Regions from separate parts of the Mus musculus genome. Here region 2 is linked to region 1. The links are chromatin contacts, called in public promoter capture Hi-C maps. All regions are on one chromosome and are shown on one strand. The core of a region is the stretch at or near the end of the contact, and the rest is flanking DNA. Distances in the headings are between cores, read along the strand shown.

Region 1 (4,940 bases), core at 1,814-4,313:
CTCTCGGTCTGTGTGCTAAGAACCAAAGTCACTTTCATTCTCCTTTACTCTCAGCACTTGAGGCAGAGAGAGCTCGGTGGGTTAGAGGCCGGCCAGCGCTACGTAGTCATTTCTAGGCAAATGAAGACTACATAGCCTCAAAAAAAAAAAACAAAAAAACAAAAAAAAAAAAAATGGTGAGACGGCTCAGTGGCAAAGGACACAGGCTGCTCTTACAGAGGACTTGGGGTTCAGTTCACATTATTCCTGTGATCGCTTATAACTCTAGTTCCAAGGAATCCAGCACCTTTTTTTTTTTTTTTTTTTTTTTGGCCTCTGTAGGTACCAGGTATGTAAGTGGTTCACAGATACATATGCAAACACCCATGCACATAAAATAAAATTTAAAAAGTTATAATTATATATTTAAAAAGGAAGTTATGCTGGGCATAGTGGCACTGGCATTTAATCCCAGCACTTAGGAGGCAGAAGCAGACACATCTCTGTGAGTTTGAGGTCAGCCTGGTCTATATAGGACAACCAAAGATACATAGTAAGACCCTGCCTTGAAAAAAAAAAGTTATAAAAGGAATCTAACACCCAACTCAGGTTGTCTGGAAGAGCAATGATTGCTTTCTTCTTTTATTTATTTATTTATTTATTTATTTATTTATTTATTTATTATATGTAAGTACACTGTAGCTGTCTTCAGACACTCCAGAAGAGGGCATCAGATCTTGTTACAGATGGCTGTGAGCCACCATGTGGTTGCTGGGATTTGAACTCTGGACCTTCGGAAGAACAGTTGAGTGCTCTTACCCACTGAGCCATCTCACCAGCCCCTGACTGCTTTCTTCTAACCACTGAACCATTTCTTAAGCCTAGAAATACACACATTAAAAAAAAAAAAAAGCATGGAGCTGGAGAGAGGGCTCAGTGGTTAAGAGCACTAGCTGCTCTTGCAGAGAACCCAGGTTCAATTCTCAGCTCACAACTGTCTATAACTCCACTTCCTGGGGACCCAACACCCACACACAGACAGATATGCAGGCAAAACACCAATACATATGTAAGATAGATAGATAGATGGATGGATGGATGGATGGATAGGTAGGTAGGTAGGTAGATAGATAGATAGATAGATAGATAGATAGATAGATAGATAGATAGATAGATAAAAATATAAAAGGCAGTTGGAGAGATGATTTAGAGAGGTGGCTCAGTAGTTGAGAGTGCTGGCTGCTCTTGCAGAGGACTTGGGATCAATTTCCGGAACCCACATAGCAACCCACAAGTACAGTTCTAGGGAATGGACATCCTCTCCTATCCCCTGAGGGATCCTGAGACAAACGTGGTGGACATATATACAGTGCAGGCACAAACACTCCATACCCACACACACAAAAACAAACAAACAAACAAACAAAAACAGATGTAGCGGGGTAGAGGTGGGGGGAGGGAATGTAATCAAAGCTACTGAGGCTCAGATCCAGAGTTCAAGACTTGGTTGGGGAAAGAACTCCAGAGTAGAGAGCTTGCTGTGCAAACAGGAAGCTGTAAGTTTGGATGGCCCACACCTACAATCCACCTGGACTGAGTGGCACACACCTTTGACCCTAGCGCTGGGGAAGATGGAGCAGTAGAGGGTACAGAGGCCAGCCTGCCTAGCAGGATTGACTGCTGAGCTCCAGGCTTCTTGGTGGAAGGCCTCTCTCTCTCTTTCTCTCTCTCTCTCTCTCTCTCTCTCTCTCTCTTTCTCAGAGTAACTGAAGAAGAGATTCAACCTAGACTTCTTGCTCCCCGAGAATTCGCATGCACCAGCAAGCACAACTGCACAGACAGCACACTCACTCACTGAAAATAAAATAAGAACTCAAGGCTGAGTGGGCGTGGTGCTCACACCGACAACCCAAACACTTGACACTGGAGAAGTTGTAAGAGATAAGAGGCTGCTTTGAGTTTGAGGAGAGCCTCAGCTGTATCATGAGTTTCAGGCCAGCATGGGTGTTAGAGTGAGACTCTTTGTCTCAAAAAAACAAAAACAAAAACAAAGCAAAAAAAGAGGTGGACACGGTGGCACAAGATTGTAGCCCCAGTTGCTACTGGAGAACAAAGGGGTATTGAGCCCAGAACATCAAAGGTTTGAGGCTAAGTCAGATATAGTGATATACATAATCCCAGCACTGGGGAGGTAGAGGCAGGAAAATCAGTAGTTCTAGATCATCCTTGGCTACACAGCAAATTTGAGCCTAGCCTGGGCTACATATCCAGGAAAATCTTCCACTCCCTGAAAACCCTATCAGGCCTGGCTTGGTGGCGCACGCCTTTAATCCTAGCACTTGGGAGGCAGAGGCAGGTGGATTTCTGAGTTCGAGGCCAGCCTCTCAAAAACAAAAAACAAACAAACAAAAAAACCACAAAACAACAACAACAACAACAAACCCTATCAGATATAAAGGAGAAAAAAGAATAAGGGACCTGCTGTTACTGTTAATTACAGGGATTTGTTAACAGAACCTAATGAGGAAACGTCAAAACACAACTGTCCCTTTGAGGACACCATTATGAGCCACAAAACAGCTATAGGAATCAAGTGTAGGGCTTTTTTCAGCATGTCCTGAGTACTGGATTTAATGCCTAGAACCAAAGAAGGGAAGGAGGAAAAGCTGCCAGAGGCATAGCACAGGGCTTCCACTACCAAAGACAGCTACAGGAACCGGTCGGGGGTCTTGGGCTCCCTCAGGGTCGGGGATGCCCCAGTGATTAGACGGCTAAGAGTGAAAACTAAAGCAGCTAACTGGAGTGTACTCTAACTAAAGCAGGGTAGGGGAGGACTTTTAAGCTTGAGGTATGTACGACACAGACTGGATAGCCAAGGCTACACAGAGAAACCCTGTCTCGAAAAACCAAAATAAATAAATAAAATACAAAATACAAAAAATAAACAAACAAACAGGAAGCTTAAGTAGTCCGGCGCAGAGTCCAGTCACTGGACAGCGAGGCGAGGCGGGACCAGGGGGTGGGGGTGGGGAAATGGTCGTAAGCAGCAAGCTGATTGGCTGCAGGGAGGCCCGGAGGGGGCTCAGAATTTAAGGCCTTTTCTGGCAGAAGAGACCACCAGGCCGGCTAATCCTCCCAGCTGAGACCGGTTGGTGCCAGAATCTTGTCTAGAAGCTTCTAGCATTTCTTCTGCCCCTCGCTCCCAGCACTTTGAGACCTGAGCTTTGAGACCAGACCTCCGCGGTTCTGCAAACGTGGGAGTTGTCTGTGATCTTTGATTTTTGACAGTGAGGCTCGGAATGGCTTCCACGCGAATCCGAGAGGCCAGGGAGAGCGATTGTGGAGACATTATGAGGATGATCCGGGTAAAGACTGCGGTTTGGAAAAACAGTGCGGGGTGGGGGTGGGGGGCTGGGAGCAGTTTGGCTGGAGTTGGGGAGTCAGAAATGAGGGTGCACCTTTGGACCCTGTTCTCAGAGATCAGGACCTTCCTGCCTTAATGTTGTTTTGGTACCCCTGTTATAGGAACTGGCAGAGTTCGAGAAACTGTCCCATCAGGTGAAGATCAGTGAAGAAGGTGGGTGAGGCTGTGCACCTGGGTCCTGATTGAGATGGGGGGCGGGTGATGGGGTGGAAGGATGGAGTCCTAAGATCGTAACTACTGGACTGGGCTTTACTCCAAGTTCCGGTTTTTCCCGGCCCATCTCTGCCTTTTTTGTCATACCTCCAATCTTTATAGCTCTGCGAGCAGATGGCTTTGGAGAGAACCCTTTCTTTCACTGTTTGGTGGCAGAGATTATCCCAGCACCTGGGGAGTCACAAGGTAAGGAAGCCTGCAGTTATCCTCCGTGTTTTTCCTCCCAAAAGCCTCACTCTTCTCTCTCATTTTCAGGGTCCCTTGTGGTGGGCTATGGGCTGTACTACTTCATCTATAGCACATGGACCGGACGAAACGTTTATCTGGAAGACATCTATGTGATGCCGCAATATCGGGGTACTGGCTGGGGCTAAGGATGGACAGAATGCCCACAGACCCAATGAACAGTCCTCAGACCTATCCCATTACCCCAACCTCAGATTATAGTTTCCTTTGATACCCTTTCAACTCAAATAATAGTCCTTCCTGTCCCTTTCTCCACTATAGGTCAAGGGATTGGTACCAAAATAATCAAAAAGGTGGCTGAGGTGAGCAAAGGGGTGGGGCTTACAAACTAGTTACCGCCCCCAAACGAAAGCCAGCCAGTCAGCCAAACCATCAATCAATCAATCAATCAATCAGTCACGTAAGTGGGAGTGTCGAGGTTGAATGAGGGGGATGAGAAAGATTTTTCTTTTTATTGTTTGTTGTTCAAGACAGGGTTTCTCTGTGTAGTCCTGATTGTCCTAGAACTTGCTCTGTAGACCAGGCTGGCCTCCAACTCAGAGGTCTGCCTGCCTCTGCAGGAATTAAAGGTGCTGGGATTAAAGGTGTGTGCCAGCCATTAGTTTTTGAGCCCTGTGCAGTAAGCGTATGTCTTCTACAGGTTGCCCTGAATAAGGGTTGCTCCCAGTTCCGCCTGGCAGTTCTGGATTGGAACAAGAAGGCCGTGAACTTGTACAAATTTCTAGGGGCTCAAGATCTGACTGAATCGGAAGGCTGGCTCTCCTTTCGATTTGAAGGCGAGGCAATGAGGGAGTTGGCAGGACGCTGACTTACGCCCTCTCTCTCCTGCCTCTTCTTTGGGATCACCATATCAAGTTTTCCTAAGACCATAACCATAGGCACTGACCCAGACAGACGCTCGCTCACCCAGAGGCCTCCCAGGGTGCAGACTCCTGAAGTACAGAAAGAGTGGAAGAGGGAGAAGCCTTATTAGGAACCACAAATAAAATACTTGCTTTGCCCTCATGGGTAGAGGATGTGATGCTGCAGCCATTTTGAAGCCCTTCTATTTGAACATTGTTCTGATGAGGGCTGGGAC
Region 2 (4,940 bases), core at 1,345-3,844, 700 kb after region 1:
CGCACCTGGATGACCATGGGTAAGAGCCTCCCATCGGGCTGTAGTTTCAGCATGACCAAAGGGGCTGTCACATATTGCTGCTTAAAAATGATGATGTTAGGTTTGACTCCATCCAGCAGGGAGAAATCAACTTCGAACAGAGATCCAGCCTGTGGGAACAGGGCGCATGCGCAGATGAAGAGGCTGGGTCAGATCAGATCCCTCCTTTCATTCGCTTTGCCAAAGGGGGTCCTCCTCTCTCTACCGCCCAACAATTTTATACTAAGCAACTGATCTCCCCAGAACTGATGCCCTGGGTGTACGGGTTGGTGCTTGAGCCTCCCTGAGGCTCTCCTCCCTGTTAAAGGGTGAAGGAGCTAAGACTACATCAGTTACAAATTTCAGCCACAGGTAATTCTGCTCCACCCCCCTCACACAGCCCGCCACCATTTGGCAATATTTTTGGTTGTCACAAAAGATGTACTACTGACATCTAATAGGTAAGAGGCAGGAGATATTACTAGGACATTACTATACAGGGGAACACCCTAAAAGAAAGAATTATATAGGTCACAACCATGGCATAGCTCCAAAGTTGAGAAACTCCAAGTGATGATGAAACCTGTCACCATTTTGTATGCTAACCTTAAAAAATGATCTAAGAAAAGAAATCCTAAATGCAGATAAAGGAGGGTATTGATGATGGAGTCACACAAGGAGAGGTGGGGGGGAAGGAAGCAAGGAAAGGGAAAGAAATCGGTCAGAACCATGGGGATGGGGTTGGGTGCATAAGCTAAACAGAGGCAGCTCAGCACCTTGAGCTCCTTCTCCAGCTGGGTCTGTACGTCTTCCATCCCTGGAGGCAGGACCAGCCGGGCTGGAAGGCGCATGGACCGCCTCAGGAGCATGGGGTTTGCACCGTTGAGGAACTGGTACCCAAAGAGAGCATCTTCCTTCCAGGAACCACGGACCCGCTCTGAAGACATCCGTTGAGAACACAGTGTGAGCTCTAAACGTGCCCTCCAGCCAACCCATCATCTCCTGCCCTCTCTCCCCAGTTCTCTCGGATAGCTGGGTTGGAATTCTGATTAAAGAGACTTTAGGAAATTGTGGTCACTGACCAGGCAGAGCAGTCTTTGTATGTGGGAATACTTTCTGGTAATCTTCCAGCTTTTGTACACGACTTACAAAATCTAGAGTCCCCTTAATAGCAAAGTTCTTCAACCTGTGCAAAGAACACCGTGCAAGAAGATCAAGAAAGAGCCCACCTTACAGCTTAAGGCGAAACTGCGCAAACTCAACCAAGTACTCACTCTTTGACCAGAGAGAGGGAAAAATCTAAATCCTTATCCTTCATGAATCTCTGGTTCCGGGGGAGGTCCCGTTCAGTACTCCCTGCTATAGGCAGGATTAATCCCTCCTTCCAGGAGCCCCACCTGGGGAACAGATACGGAGCCTTACGTGAGACAGTGGGTTTGGAGGCTCTAGAGGGCGATCGACAGTTTTCTTGAACTCACCGATACACATTCCTTCTGTTCTCCAGCTCCTGCTCTCGATACTTCCTAAACAGGTTCTGAGTGTCATCAGTTACCTTCAGGGCTGGAAGAAGCAGACACAAAAGTGTGTCCTCTTAGGGCACCGCTCTGTGCCCTCCATCTCATCCTTTCTCGTCTCCCCCGCTCCCCTCTATCTCTAATCTTTTCTGTAATTTATTTCATAACAAGCCCAACGACCTCCTGCATCCTTCAGCGGCACCGCCAGAGTCCTCACCAGTGCCCTCGGTTAGGCAGATAGTCTCCTTGCCCTGCACCCAACTGTAGCAGGGGAAAAAGGCTTCTCCTTGGGTCCCAGGGCCCTGCACAGTGATGCTCTTGCAGAACCAGTCAGAATCCAATAGGCCTTTCTGTTTGCGCAGCTTCACCGCCAGGAGGCGCCCTAGATGCAAGGGGACGTCGACCTCCAGCTCTGTCTTCTGTGGGATAGGACACAGCTCCTAAGCAAGTCTGGGGTCCTCCGTGTGGGCAGCAGTGTCAGTGAGCCCTCGGAGAAGCTTGGCTTTGGCTCCAATTGCCCTTCTAAGAAGCACTCAAGGAAAGAGACCTGAACCGAGTGGCGTCGAGGAAGGAGCGGGGCGCTCTGCTGGGCTCCAGGCTCCTCTGTGCACCTGCAGCGCTCCCCAGTGTTGTCTCATCCCCGCCCCCTCTTTCTGCCCAGCCCCTCTCTCCTATTCCTTTCTCTGTCCCCTTTTCTCGCAGCCAGCCCACCTGCGCCTGCTATCACTCCCGGATCACCTTCTCAGTGGTTCTCTGGGATCAGGCTTCCTCCCCTCCCCACAGTTCCCAGAACCCCTGCAGAGTCTCAGATCCCCGGTTCTCCGCGAGAGCCCCACGTAGTGGCCGGCACTCACCCTTCCCAGCAGTGGCCGCAGCTGCTTCCCAAGGTCCGCCTCTCCATGCTCGCCCACCAGCCACAGATGCACCAGGTTGGCGGAGCCCGCAAAAACCGAGTCTCCAGTGGCTACGAGGATCTTGTACTTGACCATCTCGGCTGATCCTCTAGAGGGACCTGGGGGGAAACTGCTCTTAAGAGGATCTGAGAGGCTGCCTCCAGAGAGTCACACCTAGACCAGAGTTTGGTGTATTTGAATTGCCCCCGCCCACTCAGGTCCCTCCCCAACTAAGGAGCAGGTATCTGATTCTCACCTTCACTGTCTCTAGATGGTTTGCCAGCAGTTTCCAAAAATGCATCCCTACCTTGTTTTCTTGGCAAGGGCTTCATGCCCAGCCCTGAGCTAAGCACATCAGCTAGCTAAGTCTCACGCCCACCCAATTTTAGTGGAAAAAAAAAGCGCAGCAGGCAGTGATGACAGCAGTAGAAAGGCTTTGGGTGGGGCGCGCTTTTCCGTGGAAGTGAGCTTAGCATCTTGGCAAGGACCAAAGAGTTTTGTTGTTGTTTTTGTTGAGGACAGGTGCAGTAGAGGTGTTCATTGTTCAAACTGGAGAGCCCGAGGAGGGAGTTTGGAATTTCCCTATAGTCTGGAAGTTTCCATTGGACCTCCCTGAAACCTGATCTTTGAAGACAAAGCTTTAGGCTGAGCACCCATACTGTGGACAAACTGCAGGGAAGGGGACAGGGAAAGGAACAGGAGAGAGGACTCTCTTCAGGACTAAGTCTTCCCACCACATCTCCCAGAGTTCGGCCCCCCTTCCTCCTCAGAGCGAGTACAGGGGTATACCTCTCTGTCCTGTGACACTCCTGCCTCTGTCCAGGTGCTCCTGTGCTCCTGTGGACAAAAGTCCCTGAATCCACAATGGATTTTGCTTAAGAGCTAACTACTTAACTAACTGATCCCTTGCCTCGTGGTCGAAGAGTCCGTCAAAACATGCGGCTGAGAGCCGGGCGTGGTGCACGCCTTTAATCCCAGCACTCGGGAGGCAGAGGCAGGCGGATTTCTGAGTTCGAGGCCAGCCTGGTCTACAAAGTGAGTGCCAGGATAGCCAGGGCTTCACAGAGAAACCCTGTCTCGAAAAAAACAAAAACAAAAACAAAAACAACAAAACAAAACAAAACAAAACAAAAAAACATGCGACTGAGACCTGAATCTAAAAGTATAGATGTACTTTCTCAGACAAACGGGGGGGGGGGGGGGGGGAGGACACGGACTTGCCATTAGTTTATAGTGGAGCGGGTGCTTGAAGGATCTTGCAGAACAAACACTAAATGCAACTTGTCTAGTTCTTTACCAGTTTTCCCTCAGCCTTTCTTGTTGTTTGTTTTTGGAGACAGGCCCAACCCCTTTCTTGTGTTCCTTTCACTCCAGGACCCCTGCAGAGTCCCAGGTCCCCAGGTCTCTGTGAGCCCAGTTGTGGTCCTGCACTCGCCCTTCCCAGGAGAGCTGAGACAGCCCTGGTTGTCCTGGAACTCACTCTGTAGACCAGGCTGGTCTTGAACTCAGAGAGATCCATCTGCCTCTGCCTCTGCCTCTGCCTCTGCCTCTGCCTCTGCCTCTGCCTCTGCCTCTGCCTCTGCCTCTGCCTCTGCCTCTGCCTCTGCCTCTGCCTCTGCCTCTGCCTCTGCCTCTGCCTCTGCCCCTGGGTGCTGGAATTAAAGGCTTGTGCCACCATGCCTGGCTTTTTATTTTTTAAACAGTTATCTTGGCTACTTCGCATCAGTATCATGGCAGGGCTTTTTAAATGCATCTTGCTTATATAGTCAGAGAATATTCTATTTGATTCTAATTTTAAAAATATAGCTATGCTACCATCCCAGTGCTAATATTTGTTTATGGGTTGCACAATTTTACAATAATCATAGTTCACGTATCCCCCCATTGATACATGTTCTCATTATACTCCATTTAGCCCAGGCTGCCCGGAATTGCAGTTTTTCCATGACAGGCTCCAGAGTCCTGTGTTCTTTCTCATGGGGTGTGTGTGTGTGTGTGTGTGTGTGTGTGTGTGTGTAGACCAGAGAAGAACTTTTGGGAGTATCTTTCTCTATTGATCCCTACCTTATTTCCTTGAGACAAAGCCTCTCACTGGCCCAGGAGTTCACCATTCTGTCTAGGCTGACTGGCCAGTGAGATCTCAGGACCTGCTCATCGCTACTCCCTGCGTGTGCTGGGGTCACAGGCACTCAAAGCCATGCCTAGCTTACTTTGTGGGTCTTGAGGGTTGAAATGTAGGGCCTCCTGTGGCCCTCTTCCCCAGCCTCAAACAACTGTTCTTAGCAGGCATACAGTTTACCAGGCAGGCACTGAAATGTCACACTCTCTCCTTGCTATGTGCATTTGGCATGCTGAAGGCACATGTGTCAGTCTTTTTGGAGGAGATAACACGGTAAGTACCCCAAAAGGTTAGCCCGAGGGTCTGGACATGGAACGATCCTCAAGAGCTCCTGTGTTCTCCACCTCATCGATGCTCAGAGGTGGAGGTCTTCGGGAGGTGACTAACTCAAATTCC

The links. Promoter capture Hi-C pulls out the DNA fragments that hold promoters and counts their contacts.
Region 2: a promoter capture Hi-C map of liver shows a contact between it and region 1, with 2.1 times the contacts expected there. The contact joins the promoter of Alox12e here to the promoter of Sat2 in region 1. A contact is called at or near these places in 2 of 39 promoter capture datasets (both in liver).

What each region holds. Positions count from the first base shown.
Region 1 is chr11:69,618,989-69,623,928 of GRCm38.p6, forward strand. It overlaps Sat2 (spermidine/spermine N1-acetyl transferase 2), which reads left to right and starts at 3,064. Exons shown (of 6, transcript NM_026991.3): 1 at 3,064-3,344; 2 at 3,505-3,556; 3 at 3,719-3,802; 4 at 3,872-3,973; 5 at 4,124-4,164; 6 at 4,503-4,890. The coding sequence starts at 3,279. The coding sequence ends at 4,670.
Region 2 is chr11:70,319,936-70,324,875 of GRCm38.p6, forward strand. It overlaps Alox12e (arachidonate lipoxygenase, epidermal), which reads right to left and starts at 2,595. Exons shown (of 14, transcript NM_145684.2): 1 at 2,387-2,595; 2 at 1,750-1,951; 3 at 1,497-1,578; 4 at 1,293-1,415; 5 at 1,101-1,204; 6 at 795-955; 7 at 6-149. The coding sequence starts at 2,521.